Regions from separate parts of the Mus musculus genome. Here region 1 is linked to region 2. The links are chromatin contacts, called in public HiChIP or PLAC-seq maps. All regions are on one chromosome and are shown on one strand. Each heading gives the region's core, a stretch centred on a gene start, on an enhancer-like site or on the middle of the called end of the contact. The rest is flanking DNA. Distances are from core to core; before and after follow the strand shown. Region 1 overlaps Cngb1 (cyclic nucleotide gated channel beta 1). Region 2 overlaps Ccdc102a (coiled-coil domain containing 102A).

The links. HiChIP or PLAC-seq counts read pairs in DNA pulled down with a chosen protein or histone mark.
Region 1: a contact with region 2 is called in an H3K27ac HiChIP or PLAC-seq map of large pre-B cells, with 5 times the contacts expected there. The contact joins two enhancer-like sites. A contact is called at or near these places in 2 of 39 promoter capture datasets (HPC-7-derived erythroid cells and hematopoietic stem and progenitor cells), 4 of 115 datasets of contacts at active chromatin or transcription factors (embryonic stem cells, large pre-B cells and memory CD8 T cells) and 1 of 9 other capture datasets (adipose tissue).

What each region holds. Positions count from the first base shown.
Region 1 is chr8:95,242,964-95,246,862 of GRCm38.p6, forward strand. The region is part of intron 31 of Cngb1 (cyclic nucleotide gated channel beta 1); the gene reads right to left. Among named protein-coding and RNA genes, the nearest start is that of Gm31277, 44 kb to the left of the region's middle. Within about 2 kb of position 2,403, at least 67 of the 459 cell types and tissues checked have an H3K27ac peak or open chromatin away from gene starts, as enhancers often do.
Region 2 is chr8:94,899,620-94,903,537 of GRCm38.p6, forward strand. It overlaps Ccdc102a (coiled-coil domain containing 102A), which reads right to left. Exons shown (of 9, transcript NM_001033533.3): 9 at 3,250-3,772. The coding sequence ends at 3,643. Among named protein-coding and RNA genes, the nearest start is that of Ccdc102a, 17 kb to the right of the region's middle. Within about 2 kb of position 1,567, at least 55 of the 459 cell types and tissues checked have an H3K27ac peak or open chromatin away from gene starts, as enhancers often do.

The sequences.
Region 1 (3,899 bases), core at 1,153-3,652, 340 kb after region 2:
GACAGAAGTGCTCCAGGTGGCCTGGAAGTGGCAGAGGCAGAAGCAGAGGAGGGATCAGGTGTGACCCAGCACCCTGTCTCTTTGAATAAGGACAGAATTTTCCATCGAGAGAGCCAGCACTTTTTACTAGGGATTTTTCATGCTATCAACGTGTGATGAACAGCTTGGCTCAAGAACAATTGAATTTTGCCTGCAGTCTAGTGGGTGAGACTGCTAATTGGCAAATTCATTCATCAGGGTGCCAGCTCAGTGTGTTTGGTTTTTGTTTTTAAATGAGGCTGCTGCCGGCTGCTTAGCAAATCAGAGCCAATGGGCTTAAACTGCGTGCGGTGATATTAATCGCCTGAGATTTGCATTTCTCCCTGGCTTTCCCCAGGAGACACAAGCGTGATCATCCATCAGAAGGCTTGGAAGCCGGCTCGCCAGCAGCCCAAGCGCTGTCACCTCTGTCATGTGAGTCCATAATTCACACATGACAGGCAGCAGGGAGGCTCCGTGTTGTGCTGGAGTGACAAAGAGCAATGGAGGGGACAGCTGCTGGCTGCTCAGCTTTGAGTCATGGCTGGCAGACCTGTCTACATGAATGGAATTCTCCATGATCCAGGCAGGCCTCTGCTCTGGAAAGTACATGAAGCAGGAGAGTGGGGACTAGAATATACAAATGAGAAAAGCCCATTCACAAGGATGTGTCATTGGGAGTAATACTTTGAAGAGGATCTGGGATTTCAATCTATCTGGCTGGCTGCCTCCCTCTCCTCTCTCTTTCTCTCTCTCTCTCTCTCTCTCTCTCTCTCTCTCTCTCTCTCTTTCCTTCTCCCTCTCCCTCCCTCCCCCTCTCAGTATATTGTGTACATATTTATCTATACATTTGTATATACATGTATGTGTACATGTATGTATGTATGCATATGTGTGCATGTATGTGTCAGGCAACCATGGAATGAAACCTTTGAAACCAAGAGCCCAAACAAACTTTCCCTCCTTTTGCACTGATCTGCTCAGGGGAAGGGTATCACCTTGTTCGACACCAGCTACAGCACACACTAGGACCCAGTCTATGGCCACCCTGTGCAAGTCTGTGGTGATCACAAGGGTCTGCTATTAGAATCTGAGCCAGACTGCTGCTCAGACCACGCCCACCTGCAGCGGCCTCCTTTCTTTTGGAAAGGAAACAGCAAACCCTTTACCCAGGGCCTGCTTGTGAATCTTTAGGCTCCTAACTGACTCCCCGATGCCTGGATTCCAGGAGAATCCTCATGTCCCTCCTCATTTCCCCAAAAGGCTCAGGTAAAGAGCTCCTGCCATGCTGCTGTCTGTCTGTCCATCCATAGTATTAATAATTCTCCTAATAAATCTTTCTTAAAAGGATCATCAGCCTCCGTGACCCCAGGCTGGAACCCGTCTACCAGTGAGCACCGATCTCCAAGTGTTAGCAAGAGGAAATCTGCAAACACAGGCCTGGGCTGGATGAGGAGGGAGGGTGTCTCTGTGCTCAGGAGAAAGACATAGGACACACAGGTCTTCAAGGCGGGTCTCTGCTATATAGGGAGTAAATTACAAGATAGCCTGAGGCTATGAGATCACACACACACACACACACACACACACACACACACACACACACACAGAGGCACACACACGGACTATTACATTTTTCTTTCTTTCTTTCTTTTTTTTTCCCCCTTTTTTTCGAGACAGGGTTTCTCTGTGTAGCTCTGGCTGTCCTAGAACTCACTCTGTAGACCAGGCTGGCCTCGAACTCAGAAATCCACCTGCCTCTGTCTCCCGAGTGCTGGGATTAAAGGCGGCTGGACTATTACATTTTTAACATGGATGGTGTTGTCTTACTGTGTTTTGTCTTGTTTTGTTTTGAGACTGGGTTTTACTAGGTTATTCTGGCTGTCCTGAACCTCAATAAATAGACCTGGGTAGTCTTGAACTCATAGAGATACACCTCTACCTTACCCAGTGCTGGGTGTGCCACCATGCCTGGCTTGGACTAGCTTACTTAATCTTCACAACAGACAAAGTAGGAGATGGTTACTTCTATTTTATAGATGCAGAAACTAACCCTAGAAAAGTCAAGTAAATTTTGCAAATTCACCCAGCCAGTATATCACAAAGAAGGGATTTGGGTGTCACCAGCCACCCCACACCTCCCGAGCCTCTCAATACCATAGCATGCTGCTCTGTTTGAAATCTCATCTGAAGGACTAGAAAGCAGAAATCTGCTCTTCTAAAAACAAAATAACTTACTGCTCAATACAAAATCCAAACACACATGCACGCGCGCACACACACACACACACACACACACACACACACACACACACCTGCATTGCTATTCATAGTTGTAAAGCATTGGCACTATGCCAAGTGCTCACTGTGGGGGAAGGAAGGGGAGGAGAGGGGAGGGAAGGCTGTCTGTGACTGCAGCTGACAATAAGCTATCATCCACAAAACCGGAAGTAAGAACACAGCCAAGGGCCTGCCTGTTTTTGAAAAGAGGAAAACACAAGATGGAAAACATGGGAGTCAAGGAGCCTAGGCAGACCAGGTGGCACAGGCCTGTGAGCCCTGCTCCTTAGGAGGCTGAGGCAGATGGAGACGGAGATGGTGGTGCTCACCTGGACTACAACAGGAATGGCAGCCTGGCCAATGGAGCAGGATCCTGCCCCAAATACAAATCAAATATGACAAACTTAAAAGCTTGAGGCTAGGCTCCGTGATAGAGCATCCACCTAGTGTGTGCAAGACGCTGGGTACTAAAGAAAGAAAACAAAAATATCCCCAAACCTAATGTATTTAGCTCCTTATAGGGGCAGATGACAGGCGAAGGAGGACTTGTGACACTTTCCTGAGCATACAGTTTTGTGCTTCAGGAGTACTGTTAACATTTTATATTCTCAAAAATTAAAACAAATCAACAACAACAAAAACAGCAACAACAAAAACCCAATCTTGCTAGCCGTGGCAGAACACACCTGAGATTGCCCTCAAGAAGCTGAGACCGGAAGTTCACTAAGCTAAGCATAGTGGCGCATGCCTCTAATTCCAGCCCTGGAGAGGCAAGTAACTCTGAATTCCAGACCAGGTAGGGCTACACAGTGAGACTCTGTCACAAAAACATCAACATCAACTATAGTCAGATGGGTAGAGCCTTAAACAGAAGGCAAGCCCAGCAAATAAACCTAGCATATTACATGAGAGCTAGTCAAATGTTTCTGTTTTCTTATGCTGTCTCCTGGACCCTCTTCTCCTGTTTGAATTCCCAATTATTCCCTGACTGGTCAATATAGAACTGATCAGCCAATGATTGAATGGGGGAGAGAATAAGCCAGGGGAGGGGGAGGGAGAGAGAGGACACAGGGCACAATAACATTGTGCCTACATCCCTATCCGGTCCCATGCTGGAGTTCCAGTCCAGAGTCCCAGGCCCAAGAGGCAAGTCTTTGTTGCTGAGCCACACTCCAGCCCTCAACTCACATAACTTCAATATTTTACCATAGATATTTACCATAGATATTCGAGCCAAAGGCAAAAGTAACTTTTATCTACTCTGCTTGAAAGTCTTGCCTTCTCACAGTGGATGGGTTAAAAATTCTGAAACATTGTATCATTGGACAAATGAATAAATAACTCAGAAGACAGCCAAGTGCCTTTGGTGTCAGGAAAGGGGTTTAGAAGTGTAGAAAGAGGGCTGGAGAGATGGCTCAGCGGTTAAGAGCACTGACTGCTCTTCCAGAGGTCCTGAGTTCAATTCCCAGTCAACCACATGGTGGTTCACAACCATCTGTAATGGGATCTGATGACATCTTCTGGTGTGTCTGAAGACAGCTACAGTGTACTCAAATATATATATGTATATAATTTATATAAGAATTAAATAAAAAAAATAA
Region 2 (3,918 bases), core at 317-2,816:
GGTAGGCTTGGCCAGCCCATGGGTGTGTTCCCCTTTGTACAGAGAAACTGCGAGAAGACACATAGCCAGTGGAAGTATGGGATGGGCCATACATATGTCATGCAAATCTGGGGGTATTCCAGTGAGAATGCCTAATAAAGTTTTAGCTGAAGAGCAAGGGCAGACTCTGGGGTTCCACACACAATGCAGATGGATGAACCAGACCTAGGATGCAAGCTCAGCCTGTCTAAGAATGCCAAGGCCTTGGATGAGGGGTGTTGAGGGTCTGGGTAGCTGCTGCACAGAGTCCCTGGGCTGCCTGTTCTCTCCAGCAGATACCGCCCCCCTCCAACAAAACAAAACAAAACAAAAACAAAAACCAAGTAGCCGTGGTGGGCCAGATTCTGGCTTCAGCTTTCTATTACTTAGTCCCCCATTCTCCCCCACCCCACCCCACCTCCACCACTACATTTTTCAAGATAGGGTCTCACTATGTAGCTCTGGCTATCCTGGAATTCGCTGTGTCAAGCAGGCTTGCTTTGAACTCATAGGTCTGCCTCCCTCTAGGAATAAATGCTTGCAACCCTACACTCAGTTTATCCTTCATTTCTTATCCCTATGTCCTTCCTTCCTCCCATCATCCCAGGACACTGTGGTTGGTGGGGTGCGGTGAGGGTACCAGACAAAACCACCATTCGCACTAAGAGAGAAACAGGGAGACTGAGGCTGTGAAGGGCTGTTGGGGGACAGTAATTCTGGGTGGTGTTGGGGATTCAGCCTGGCAAGAACTAGGTAAGACCGCAGGCTCCTTATCCTGATGGGTAGCCTGGGCAGACTCTGCACTGAGACTGCCCAAATCAGGATGAGACCGTGGCTACTCAGCTGTGTGGTTGCGGTTGCTCCCCCTGAGCCCCTGGATTCCAGCATAAATGGGACAGGGATAGTGGTATACCTGTCTCACTGGCTGGTAGAGAAGCCTGGGGAAAGCTGCCTGTAAAACTTTTGGCCGTCACCCTTCCAGCAACCTAAGTGACAAGTGTTCTTGGCATGGCTGCACCTCACACTGGCTGCCTTCTGGCTCCCCCCTTGTAATGTTCAATAGGTACCCTGCCCTCAAATGGCCTCCCTAAGAGATAAGGCTGCAGGAGCTGGTGGGGTCTGAGGCACAGAAACGCCTCTTACCTCCTGAGAGCAGCTGTAGTAGCCACATGGGAGCAGGGGACGGTGTGGTCAAAGGTGCTGACGGCTCAGGAGAGGGAAACCCACATTTGGATGGGCAGACTTCCCATGACTAATATTAGCAGCACATTAAAGATTTTCCTTAAGGCACCATGTGAGCCAAGGCTAATGCTTCGGTGCGCCATGACCCCTGGATGACTTTCACTTTAAGTAGCAGTGACCCATGAAAGGCCGTGAGCAGCGCCCAGCCCCCACCCCCACCACCCCCATCCCACCATTCCCCAAGCCTTGCTCCGGAGGCTTCCCTTTCCCAGACCAGATCCTCTGTGCACCAACACTTCTCCGAGAGCAGCCTGGTGGAGAGATATAGACACCGTGAGGAGGCCCCTGCTCCACACTATCTCTCTGGAGGTGCCAGGGAGTCTGGGGGAGCCAGGCTCTGCTCTGTGTCTGGGAATGGCAGCTGTCAGTGAGGGCCTGGCTTCTAGCTCCTGGGGGGTCAAAGGGCAGCACTCTCAGTCTTTTCTTGGCCTATTTCCTGTTTGAGAGAGGAAGAAGAAACCTCCCTGGCAGGAGAGGGTCCTTTCCTGCTGGGCTGCCTCCTGAGGACTGATTTCCGGCACAGGGTGGGGGTGGGGACGGCCTCTTTTTTTCCTTTCCTCCTTCACCTGCGAGCCCAGGAGGGGCCTGGAGCCTCTGACACCCCACCAACACCATCAGCTAAGCCTGAGGATGAAGCTGGGCTCTGGCTCCCTGCTGGGCCCCTTAGCACCTTAGTCCCCAGGGCTCAAGGCACCTTCCTAACCAGATGACACAGTGTAGCCTCCAGGGACCTTCCTAACCAGATGACACAGAGATAAAGTCTTTATGGCAGCTCTCCATTCCGAACAGTGAACCCTTTCCTGAACTCAGTTTAACTTCTCTTTGTGCATGGCCTGAGCTTCTTTGACAACCCCCCTCCCCGCCCCCCAATACAGGAAGCTACCACCTGCCTGTTGGAGCAATCCTCACATCTCCAGAGCCTATCAGGAGAGCAAGATTCCTGAATTCCCCTTGACTTTAGAAAAACAAAACAAAATTGGGGGTGAGTAGTGGAGGTGGATTCAAGACAGGGTTTTCTGTATAACCCTGGCTGCCCTGTAGAGCAGGCTGGCCCATGAACTCAAGAGATCTGCCTGCCTCTGCCTCCAGAGTACTGGGATTAAAGGCATGCGCCACCACTGCCTGGCTAACTTTAATAAATTTAAGTGTCTGCTGCTGTGTCTCCAGTCGCCCATCTCCTTCAAATTCTATATAAATCTGCTAATTAGGTTTGGGAAATTAGATGTCCAAACTGTAAGTACAGCCTGGCTGTGGTGGGGCATGCCTGTAATCCTGTTACTTGGAGACCGAGGGAGGAGGACTGAGTTCAAGGCCAGTCTGCCATTCAGGTTCAGGCTAGCCCAGCGCTACAAAAGACCCTATCTCAAATAAACAACCAAAGAAGAGAATTTCACATCTCCTGTGAGTGAATTTCCACCAGGTTCCTAATCCTGCTGCAATCAGCTCCCCACCCTGCTGGCAAATCCTCCTGCCCATGGTAGGCCTCCAGGGAGAGTAACAAAGTTTTGCATTTACAAAATCGATGATTATTATTATTACTAGTGTGTGTGCACCTGTGGAGGACAGAGGCCTTTACACGGAGTTCATTCTCTCGGTCCACCTTAACTCGGGCTCTGAGGATCAAACCCAGGTTGTCGGGCTTGCATTCCAAGTGTTTTTACCCAGTGAGCTACAGAACACTAACTTCCAGATGGGAAACCTGAGGCTCAGAGAAGGTGAGGGATGTCCCTGCGGTTGCACAGTCAGTCAAAGGTAGAGCAGAGATTTGAACCTACGGACTGAAGTCTCTTCCTATCCAGATAAGAAGGGTACCACATTTCCTTGTTTCCGGACAGACTGGACACCAGACCCCTCAGCTGAACTGGTACTCAGTCATTCCCTCAACCATCTTGGACTCTGGTTCAATGTTAGGTGCAGGATGATGCTCACCCCCACCCCACCCCCACCCCTGCCTCCTTCCCCAGTCTCCTACACTTTCAGAACTCTGCCTTGAGAGCTTCAAGTCCATTTATTACAAAAGTCTGAGTTCATGTTCATGGTATCTTACTATGAATAGCCCCTTCCAGACCACCAAGCCTCCCTCACCATGTTCCATCTCTGCACGAAGTCTTGTGCAGGTGGGGTCTTAAGATCTGGGTGCTGGGCTGTCAGTTGGGTCCAAGCAACCCTGGGCATATATACAATATACATATCCAACAGGCTCCCCCTTCACAGGGGTGTGATAGGTGAAACTCCCGCTTTCCTGGGAGAGAAGGAAGTGGTTTGAAGCAGGGGGGTGGAACCCAAGTGCGTACAGACAGCGAAAGATGGCTGTCAGGGTTTGAGAGGATGCTCCGCTGGGCATCTGTGCTTTGGGGTCGGTCCTCTTCCACCCTGGATGTCCTAGGCCACCTGGATTTGCAGGTCCTCATCCTCATCCAGGTCGCTGGCTCCGTCTCCGGCTTCCTCGGTGCCAAATCGGGTACTACGAATCTTCCCAAAAAGGGGTGCGTTTTGCTGCTGCCTGCGGAGCCTGAGGGGGTGGGGTGGGGTGACAGGTCAGAACAGGAATCATAGTGCTTCTGAGCTGCAATGTACTCTGAGGTACCCGTGCTCAGATGGGGAAACACTATGGTCAGTCACCTCAATTTACGTACGAGGAGCATGAGGGAGTTAAAT